2 separate regions of the Mus musculus genome follow, and region 2 is linked to region 1. Evidence: chromatin contacts called from public HiChIP or PLAC-seq data. All regions are on one chromosome and are shown on one strand. Each heading gives the region's core, a stretch centred on a gene start, on an enhancer-like site or on the middle of the called end of the contact. The rest is flanking DNA. Distances are from core to core; before and after follow the strand shown. Region 1 overlaps Cdyl2 (chromodomain protein, Y chromosome-like 2). Region 2 overlaps Atmin (ATM interactor).

The links. HiChIP or PLAC-seq counts read pairs in DNA pulled down with a chosen protein or histone mark.
Region 2: a contact with region 1 is called in an H3K27ac HiChIP or PLAC-seq map of embryonic stem cells, with 12 read pairs. The contact joins two enhancer-like sites. A contact is called at or near these places in 1 of 39 promoter capture datasets (embryonic stem cells), 2 of 484 Hi-C or Micro-C datasets (B cells and embryonic stem cells) and 3 of 115 datasets of contacts at active chromatin or transcription factors (embryonic stem cells and memory CD8 T cells).

What each region holds. Positions count from the first base shown.
Region 1 is chr8:116,672,154-116,676,147 of GRCm38.p6, reverse strand. The region is part of intron 1 of Cdyl2 (chromodomain protein, Y chromosome-like 2); the gene reads left to right. Among named protein-coding and RNA genes, the nearest start is that of Cdyl2, 59 kb to the left of the region's middle. Within about 2 kb of position 1,992, at least 40 of the 459 cell types and tissues checked have an H3K27ac peak or open chromatin away from gene starts, as enhancers often do. A contact at or near this core is called in embryonic stem cells, where this site is marked.
Region 2 is chr8:116,945,623-116,949,616 of GRCm38.p6, reverse strand. The region is part of intron 1 of Atmin (ATM interactor); the gene reads right to left. Among named protein-coding and RNA genes, the nearest start is that of Atmin, 4.2 kb to the right of the region's middle. Within about 2 kb of position 1,911, at least 9 of the 459 cell types and tissues checked have an H3K27ac peak or open chromatin away from gene starts, as enhancers often do. A contact at or near this core is called in embryonic stem cells, where this site is marked.

The DNA.
Region 1 (3,994 bases), core at 743-3,242:
ATCTTGGAGATTTAAATTTTTATTTCATAACACCTTTTGAATTTTTCTGTAAGTTTAAAAAGTCCATAATCTGTGTGCAGCTTATTTGGTGTGTGCCTTTATTTATTTTACATTTAATTCTTGAGTTCTGGGCTCATACTCATAGATGGCAACACATCATAATTTCTTTTACTTATCTAGGTTTCCATACACTTTAATGAATATAGAATTTAAAATTATATATGTGTGTGTGTGTGTGTGTGTTTGTGTGTGTGTGTGTGTGTGTTTGTGTGTGTAGGGGTATATATATTTGCTTACTGCAAGGCATACACTATATATCTATAGGTATGTCTTTGTGCTTTTTATACAATTCCAGTTTCTCTTTGTGCTTACAGTAGAGCTACTTTTTATGGTAGTTTTCTGTAATAAATATTACTACAAGTCTAAATTCAGTTTTTTTTTAAACATATTTCCCCTGGGCTATTTCTGCTTCTTATTTACTTAAAATAAATTTGTGAAGTTTAAAAAATTCCAGATGGGAGTTTGATTAATAATCGCTCGAAGTTTGAAGTTGAGTTTGAGAAAATTAACATGTTTATAGTAATGAACTTCCCGTCCACAAATATAGAATCATCTCCATTTGGTATAAATGGCGTTTTAAAATATGTTGCCGTTTTGCACATTTCTTCGTTGAATCCTGCACTGCTTTTCCCCACTTTGGTTAAATTTCATTTCCAGGCATTTTATATTTTTTGCTGCTTCTCTAAATAGGGTATTTTTCCTACCATATTTTCTAAGCAGTTACTGCTGGTTGTTGATAAGGTTCTTTTTGTGGTTGTTATTTATTTATTTTTTTTGTTATTTTTTGGTAACCAGACAGATTTCTGAAGTTGCTTCTTTAATCTCTGTCTTTCTTAGTCTCTTAATAAACGAGATGTACAATTGGATAGTAAAGTCCTATTTTTGACTCTTTCATAGACATTAATTGATATAGTTATTTCCTTTTTCTCAGTTGCCCTGCTTAGAGGTTATAAGACAGTATTAAATGTCCTCCAGTCATGATGGTGGGGCTTCACAAACGGTATAGCCATGATGGGGAGGCAGGGCTTCTCCTTTGCCTCTCTCTGTCCCCCCAATTAGATGTTGACTCCCCACTCTCTACTCCTGCAGAAGGGAAAGCTACACAGTGGAGATGGACCTCTGGTGGACCATGGGCCATGAGATGGGCTTGTGGTGGGGAACAAGGGGGCCAGTGCAGCCTCCGGCTTTGTTACGTCTTGGTAGTGTCTGTCCCTCCATGGACCATAACTTAGGATGTCAGCCAGGATCCTTGTGAGCTTTGCTTCTGCCTAGTTCAGTCTATCTTGCCCTCCCTCCTCCTTCCTTCCCTCCCTCCCCCCCCCCCTTTCTTTTTTAAAGATATCCTTTCTTATGTCCCAGACTGACCTTCAACTTTGAATTCATTAAGTGGCTGGCGGTAAACCAAGAACTTCTGATCTTACGCCTCCACTTCCCCAACACTGGGATTATGGGTGTGCCCCATCAGACCAGGTTTAGGTGGTGCTAGGACTGGAATCTGGGACTTCCCTAATGCTAGCTCAACATCCTCCCAACCGAGTGACAGCCTCAGCTCTCACTGCTTGCCTTTTCCTAGATTTTCTGAGCACTTCATGAGCCTTCTCCTCACACGTCTTCCCTACCTCCTACACCATTTACCCCAGAAACCCACCCATGGGAGACCTGACAATGAAGGGAACTGCATCCTTGGATCCTGAAGGTCACTGTGTCTCCATTATGTCCCTGACTGCCTGGGCTGCCCTGCCCTGCCCTGCCCTGCCCTGCCCTGATGGCTGAGCCTAAATCTGCATTTCTGGTAACCGTATAGACAGAGGTCACAGGTGTGGGGCCGGGGTGAGGTGGGGCTCTTCTCTGTCAGAAGTCAGAGTTCTATGGCTCAGTGAGTCACTCTGCTCCCACCCCCTGAGCTCTGAGCTGGCTTGTTTCAGGGTTGGTGTGGGTGGCGGTGTGGCTGGCAGGTTGTGGGTGAGGCCAGCCCACCCCAGAAGGTAGTGATGAGCCGAGTGCTGCCACGAGCCTGCTAGCACCAGGCTATGCCTTGTACCTGTCCTGCAGGGACTCTGGCTCTTGCTCTCCGTTTTTTTTCCCTGTGAAATCATTTCCCTTCTCTCCCTTCAAGCCTTTGGATCCTTCCAGTCTGTCTATTTTAATTGTGATCAAGTTCACTGCAATTTGTCATCTTAAGCAATTTTAAGAGCAGAGCTAGAGGCAGGAAGAACGTTCACGGTGACGGATAGCTCTCACCTGTGGCCCATCCAGGTAGCTCTTTTCATGCAAAGTTGAGACTGTCAATGAAAATCATGCCCCATTCTCCTGCCTCAGCCCCTGGAAGTGATTGTTCTAGTCTCTGTCTAAGAATGTCACTACTCCAGACAGTTCATGGAAGTAGAATCCTGTAGGAGTCTGGAAACTGGCTTTCTTCCCTCAGGACACCGTCCTCAGGGTTCATTCACGCCACAAGTATCAGTACTTCCTCTCTTTGGAAGCGGAGTAACGCCCCGGATATGCACATTCACTATGCACATTCAAATTTCATTTGTTGCTTTGAGGAAAATGCTCTGATCACCTGGGGGTACTTGCTTAACAACCACATAAAAAAACAAAAACCAACCAACCAAACAAACAAACAAACAAAAAAAAAACCAAAAAACAACAAAGCTATTTTCCCAGCCTGCCAACTTTAACTTTTGAATAAACATTACTGTTATTTTTATTATTCGCATACCTACAATCACTGGACCAAAACATTCAACATAATTTCCCATTCAAAGGGGAATTAAATAGAGAGACTATCTTGTGTGTTGTATGGATACATCCACCTGTCAATTAAAAGCCTAGCTGACCTATGGCTTAGCCAGGAGGTAGAAGGTGGGATATCCGGGAGGAGAAAGAATTCTGGGATAGAGGCAGGCGAGGAGATTTCCTTCCTGGGGAGATGGGACAAGACAGATGCCCAGTACCTGAACACAGGTAACTAATCACGTAGCAGAATGCAGGTCAGAATAAATGGGTTATTTTAAGTTATATCAATTCAGGGAAGAGCCTAGCTCTATGGCCAGGGTGTCTGTAAATATATTGTGAGTCTGAGTCTTATTTCTGGGAGCATGGGGCTGGGAGGAAAATCCTGGCCTAACCTCAACATAAGCCAATGTGGATTTTTTTTTCCTTTTTGAAGTATTTATTTGTCTTATGTTTATTTGTGTGTTTTGGGGGAGTGGGACGTGTTCCATGGTACCAGTGTGGAAGTCTGAGCAAAAGGCATGAGGGTCCCGGGAGTCAGACTCACGTCACTAGGCTTAGTTAGCAAGCACCGTTCTCCACTGACATTTTCTGACCAGTCACTTAAACAAACAAACAAACAAACAAAACCCGTCTTATTAAATGTAAGCAGCCATAGCCACGGCCATTTTAGGACATTTTCCGTCATCAAAAAGAGCCATCACGAACCTCTCCCAGCAGCATAGCCCCACCAGGTCCCCCAGCTCCAGGCAGCCACTGATAAGTGTGTATTTTCCATGGGTTTTCCTGGTCTGCCTTTTTACACAAATGATGTCCTACTGCATGCGGTCCTTGTGACCAGGTGCTTCCACCTAGCAGACATCAGGCCTCATCTCCTTTTCTCAGGATCCCGCTGTTCAGTCACAGGCTTGTCTTGTCTTCCCTGTCACAGGGCACACAGGTGAGTTCTATTCTGTTGCTTTCTGACACCCCCCCCCCCCCACACACACACACAGAGTTGGGGATTAGAAAAGTAAAAAATTAGTGACTCAGGGAGGCTGAAGAGACTGCCCGGTGGGAAGAGCTAGCGATGTTCCTCCAGAGGTCCCGGGTGTGATTCCCAGCACCCAAGTCAGGTACTTCCCACAGCTCCAGCTCCAGGGAGATTCCATGTCCCTGGCCTCTGCAGGCACCTGTTCTCATGTTCACACAGCTACTT
Region 2 (3,994 bases), core at 662-3,161, 270 kb before region 1:
CTTATAATCTTTTTTCCCCTGAGAAGAGGGCGTCAGATCTCATTACAGATGGTTGTGAGCCACCATGTGGTTGCTGGGATTTGAACGTAGGACCTTCGGAAGAGTAGTCAGTGCTATTAACTGTTGAGCCATCTCGCCAGCCCCAGAAAGCATTCTTAATCATGGAGCCATCTCTCCAGCTTCAGTCTTTATTGTTTTTGCTGTTTACTCTTTATTGTTACTGCTTTGTGGGGCCGTCTGAGCCATAGCCACAGCCCTGTATACTTTTGTTTTTTGCCAGAAGTCTTAATATCAATACCTGAGTCCCCTGTGAAGGTCTAACTCAGCGGTTCTCAGCCTTCCCGATGCTGCGACCTTTAATACATTTCTTCATGTGCTGGTGAACCTGACCATAAAATGACTTTGTTGGTAACTCTAACTTCGCTACTGTTATGAATGTATATATCTGTACTGTAACGTAAATATCTGTTATCCCTGCCCCCAAAGGGGCCACAACCCACAGGTTGAGGACCACTGGTCTAACTGACCACAGTTTTTGTTGAACATTGGCACTCACTATGTTATGACAACCAAAACTGTCTCTCATCACCGACCTCATTTCATTTACCAATTTACCATCTGTTTTAATGGAAAACAACTGAACCAACACATGCGTTCCCCATCCAGTATCATCAATGAGGGGAAAGACATAGGTATGTGTTCAACTGAAAGATGCTTCCCAACTCCTGAATTCACATGTCCACGATGGAGCGCCTTCTGTCTCCTTCATCAGGTCCCAAGCTGTTTAATGTGCCCCAAAATTGAACTGGCATCCTGCATATTTTGCCAGATATATAATTTTATTCTGGGGCTGGAGAGATGGCTCAGAGGTTAAGAACAAGGGCTGTTCTGCCAAAGGTGCCCTCTTCTTCTGTGTAAGTATACAAGAAGTCAGAACACTGTATATTTAATAAATAAATCTTTTTTAAAAATAAAGATAAAGCTTTATTCTGAAGTACTGTGTGTGCAGGCATGAGTTTTTGCATGCCACAAACAAGTAGGAGCCTGTGGAGGCCAGAAGCGGGTGTCAGATCATCTGGAACTAGTGTTGCGTGTGGTAGTGAGTATCTCTGTGGGTGCTGGGAACTGAACCCAGTCCACTGTAAAAGCTGTACTCGCTCCTAACCATTGAGCTATTTTTTAAATTAATATTTTAAAATTAAATTTAAAATGTTAAATTTTTGCCCCCAGATGGATATTGAATGTACCTTCAACCACGCCACTACCTTGTCCAGTCCATTTCCAGCAGCTCCCCGATGCCACCCATGGCCACACTTCAGGGCCCGAGACACTCAGGTCCCCAGCCTTCCTTGCATTCCTCTCATACCTAATGGAACTCAGACTGAAATGCCCTTTACAAAGTGCTGGGGACCAGAACTGACTCTGAGATTCAAATATTTGCATAGACTTTACTGGCTCAGTGTCTCTAGTTGGAAAACCCCAAACCCTCCTAAACCAGAGCTTTTCTTCAAGCTTCAGATTGGTGGCCAAAGAGTTCTGGATTTGGAGTATTTCAGGTGCTCAGCCTATAGTTTTAATTCCCCAGCCTTTTCATTTGTGTAACTGACTGGCTCTGAGTACTGTGAACCCAGGAAACGTTCCGGTAAGCCTGTGTTCTGTGCGCAGTGCTCAGGAGGCCCACCAGACCTGGAAGTGCAGTTTAAGTGGGGCTGAGATAACAGCAGTCATTCAAATGGATACTAAACCCCTCCACCCTGGCAGCCACCCACCACTACCCCACACTTCCCTTTTTTATCATAGGTGCCCACAGGGCTTTGGGGTTTCTTTTTATTGTTCTGAGACAGTGAGTTCAAAGGTCGGCTGGGGAGGGGAGAGAACTGCACACCACATGAGGCAGGAGAGTAGCATTCCCTCTGCTGTCCTCTGCAGGAGTCAAGGACACGCGCCAGTTGGGGACTCAGTGCTGCACTGTGTCTGTGGTTGGAACGAGGGTCCACTCTCTCACTCATTCCTTGGCTCTCCTACTGCTGTTGGCTCCTTTTGCTCATAGGATGCTCTACCCAGCCAACATTCCTCTCTCAGATGGAAATGTGGGAACATTTTATTAAAATAATATTATCATTACTAATATTAAAAGTAATAAATTTAGACGGGCAGTGGTGGCGCACACCTTTAATCCCAGCACTTGGGAGGCAGAGGCAGGCGGATTTCTGAGTTCGAGGCCAGCCTGGTCTACAAAGTGAGTTCCAGGACAACCAGGGCTATACAGACAAACCCTGTCTCCAAAAACCAAAAAAAAAAAAAAAAAAAAAAGTAATGAATTTAAATAACAATATTTAAATGTTTCAAGAATCTGCAGAAGAGAAGACGGTCCCCAAAACTAAGATGGTGGGGACCAAGGGTGTAGCTCAGGGTTAAGCACTTGCCAGCAGGAGTGAGTCCCCGGGTTCCATCTTTAGCACCACAGAACTAAGCCTCCAAAAAACAAGCCTGGAAAAGAGCCCCGGACAGAAGGAGGAGGGGCCGGGGAGGTGGCTTGGTGGTCAAGAGCATTTGCTGATCGTGCAGAGTTCGGTGTCTAGCACCCATGTGGCAGCTGGAAGCTCACATCCACCAGTAACTCCAGCTCCAGGGGACCCAGTGCTGGCTTCTGGCCTTGGTAAGCATCCATGCTTTTGACATGCACACACACACACACACACACACACACACACACAAATGAGAAAATAAAAATACTTTAAAGAGCAGAAAAGGGAGGGCAAAGGGTGTGTGGCTGAAGAGCAGAGTCAAGAAGACCATAAAGATGGTGGCAGAAGCTGCCTAGCACCTCACGGCCCTAGCCGAAAGCACCCGAGGAGCCCACTCTAAACCGGAAGTCAGTATTCGTCATAAGAGATGGTTTACGGAGCAGCTTGCCGCAACCTTTCTAAGTCGCTGGCCACATACCCCTGTCTGAAGCAGAACACAGGATCACTATGCTGGCGGGGCTTTGCTAACAGGTTCTGGAAGTGCCCCCCTGCGCCCTGCCTGCCCTGCTTTCAAATGCCTCTCCAGCAGCCAGGCAGCTCCTACTTCCTCCCACTCTTCCTCTGGATCATTTTAGCTCTCTCTCCACTGCATCATCGCTCTCTGCTGAGCCCACTGCAGGCGCGGCTGGCTGATGACATGTCCACACTTCCTTTCAGGGCGTGGGACATGGCCATTTATTTTGAGAAGCCGCATCAAACCAAAGGCGGCCTGCAATCCCTCGGCCTGATTGGCCGTGCTTCCGAAGGGCTTGAGTATTATCAGGCTGCGGGGTAGATTAGAACATAACGACCATACAACAACTGGTAGGGGAGAGAGACTATCACAGCCAGGGAAATAGAAACAAGGAACGCAATCAGAATCACTCAAGTAGCTGTAGCCAAGACAATGAGAATTCTCATTGAGTTGAAGAAACTCAGCTAATACGGGGCTGCAGAGATCAATCATGTTTCCCCAAACACTAGGGCCTTCTTTCTGGGGACCATGTGTCCTCATGACACTCTCTTCTTTCCTCATAATATTCTGAGGATAACACATGTCAAGAATTGAACTGAAAAGCCTCTGGGTAGCGGCTAGCGGCTAGCTTGAGGATGCACATAGCTGTGACTCTGAGGCCTTACCACAAAAGTATGGCTATGTCACACAGGCCCCTGCATTAGAAAAAAATAACAGACTCCCTTTCCATCAGACAACAGATGCTTAGGAGCTGTGGGGCCCTGAGGTTACCAAGGCAGAGGCTACAAGGAAGTGAGCTGCCGGACAGGGAAACAACAGCCATAGGAAACCCTGAGGCAGTTTAAATACTGCTAAACAAAGCTTCCAGAGACCAAGCAGGAATCTTCTCCCAACAGCCCGTCTTTCTGTTGTCCAATATCTGGGTTCAGGAGTGGGCCAGGCCGTTCACTGCTGTCTCTAGATAAGAGAATCTGAAAAGCGGATGAAGAGTCTGGGAAGAATGACACACAGG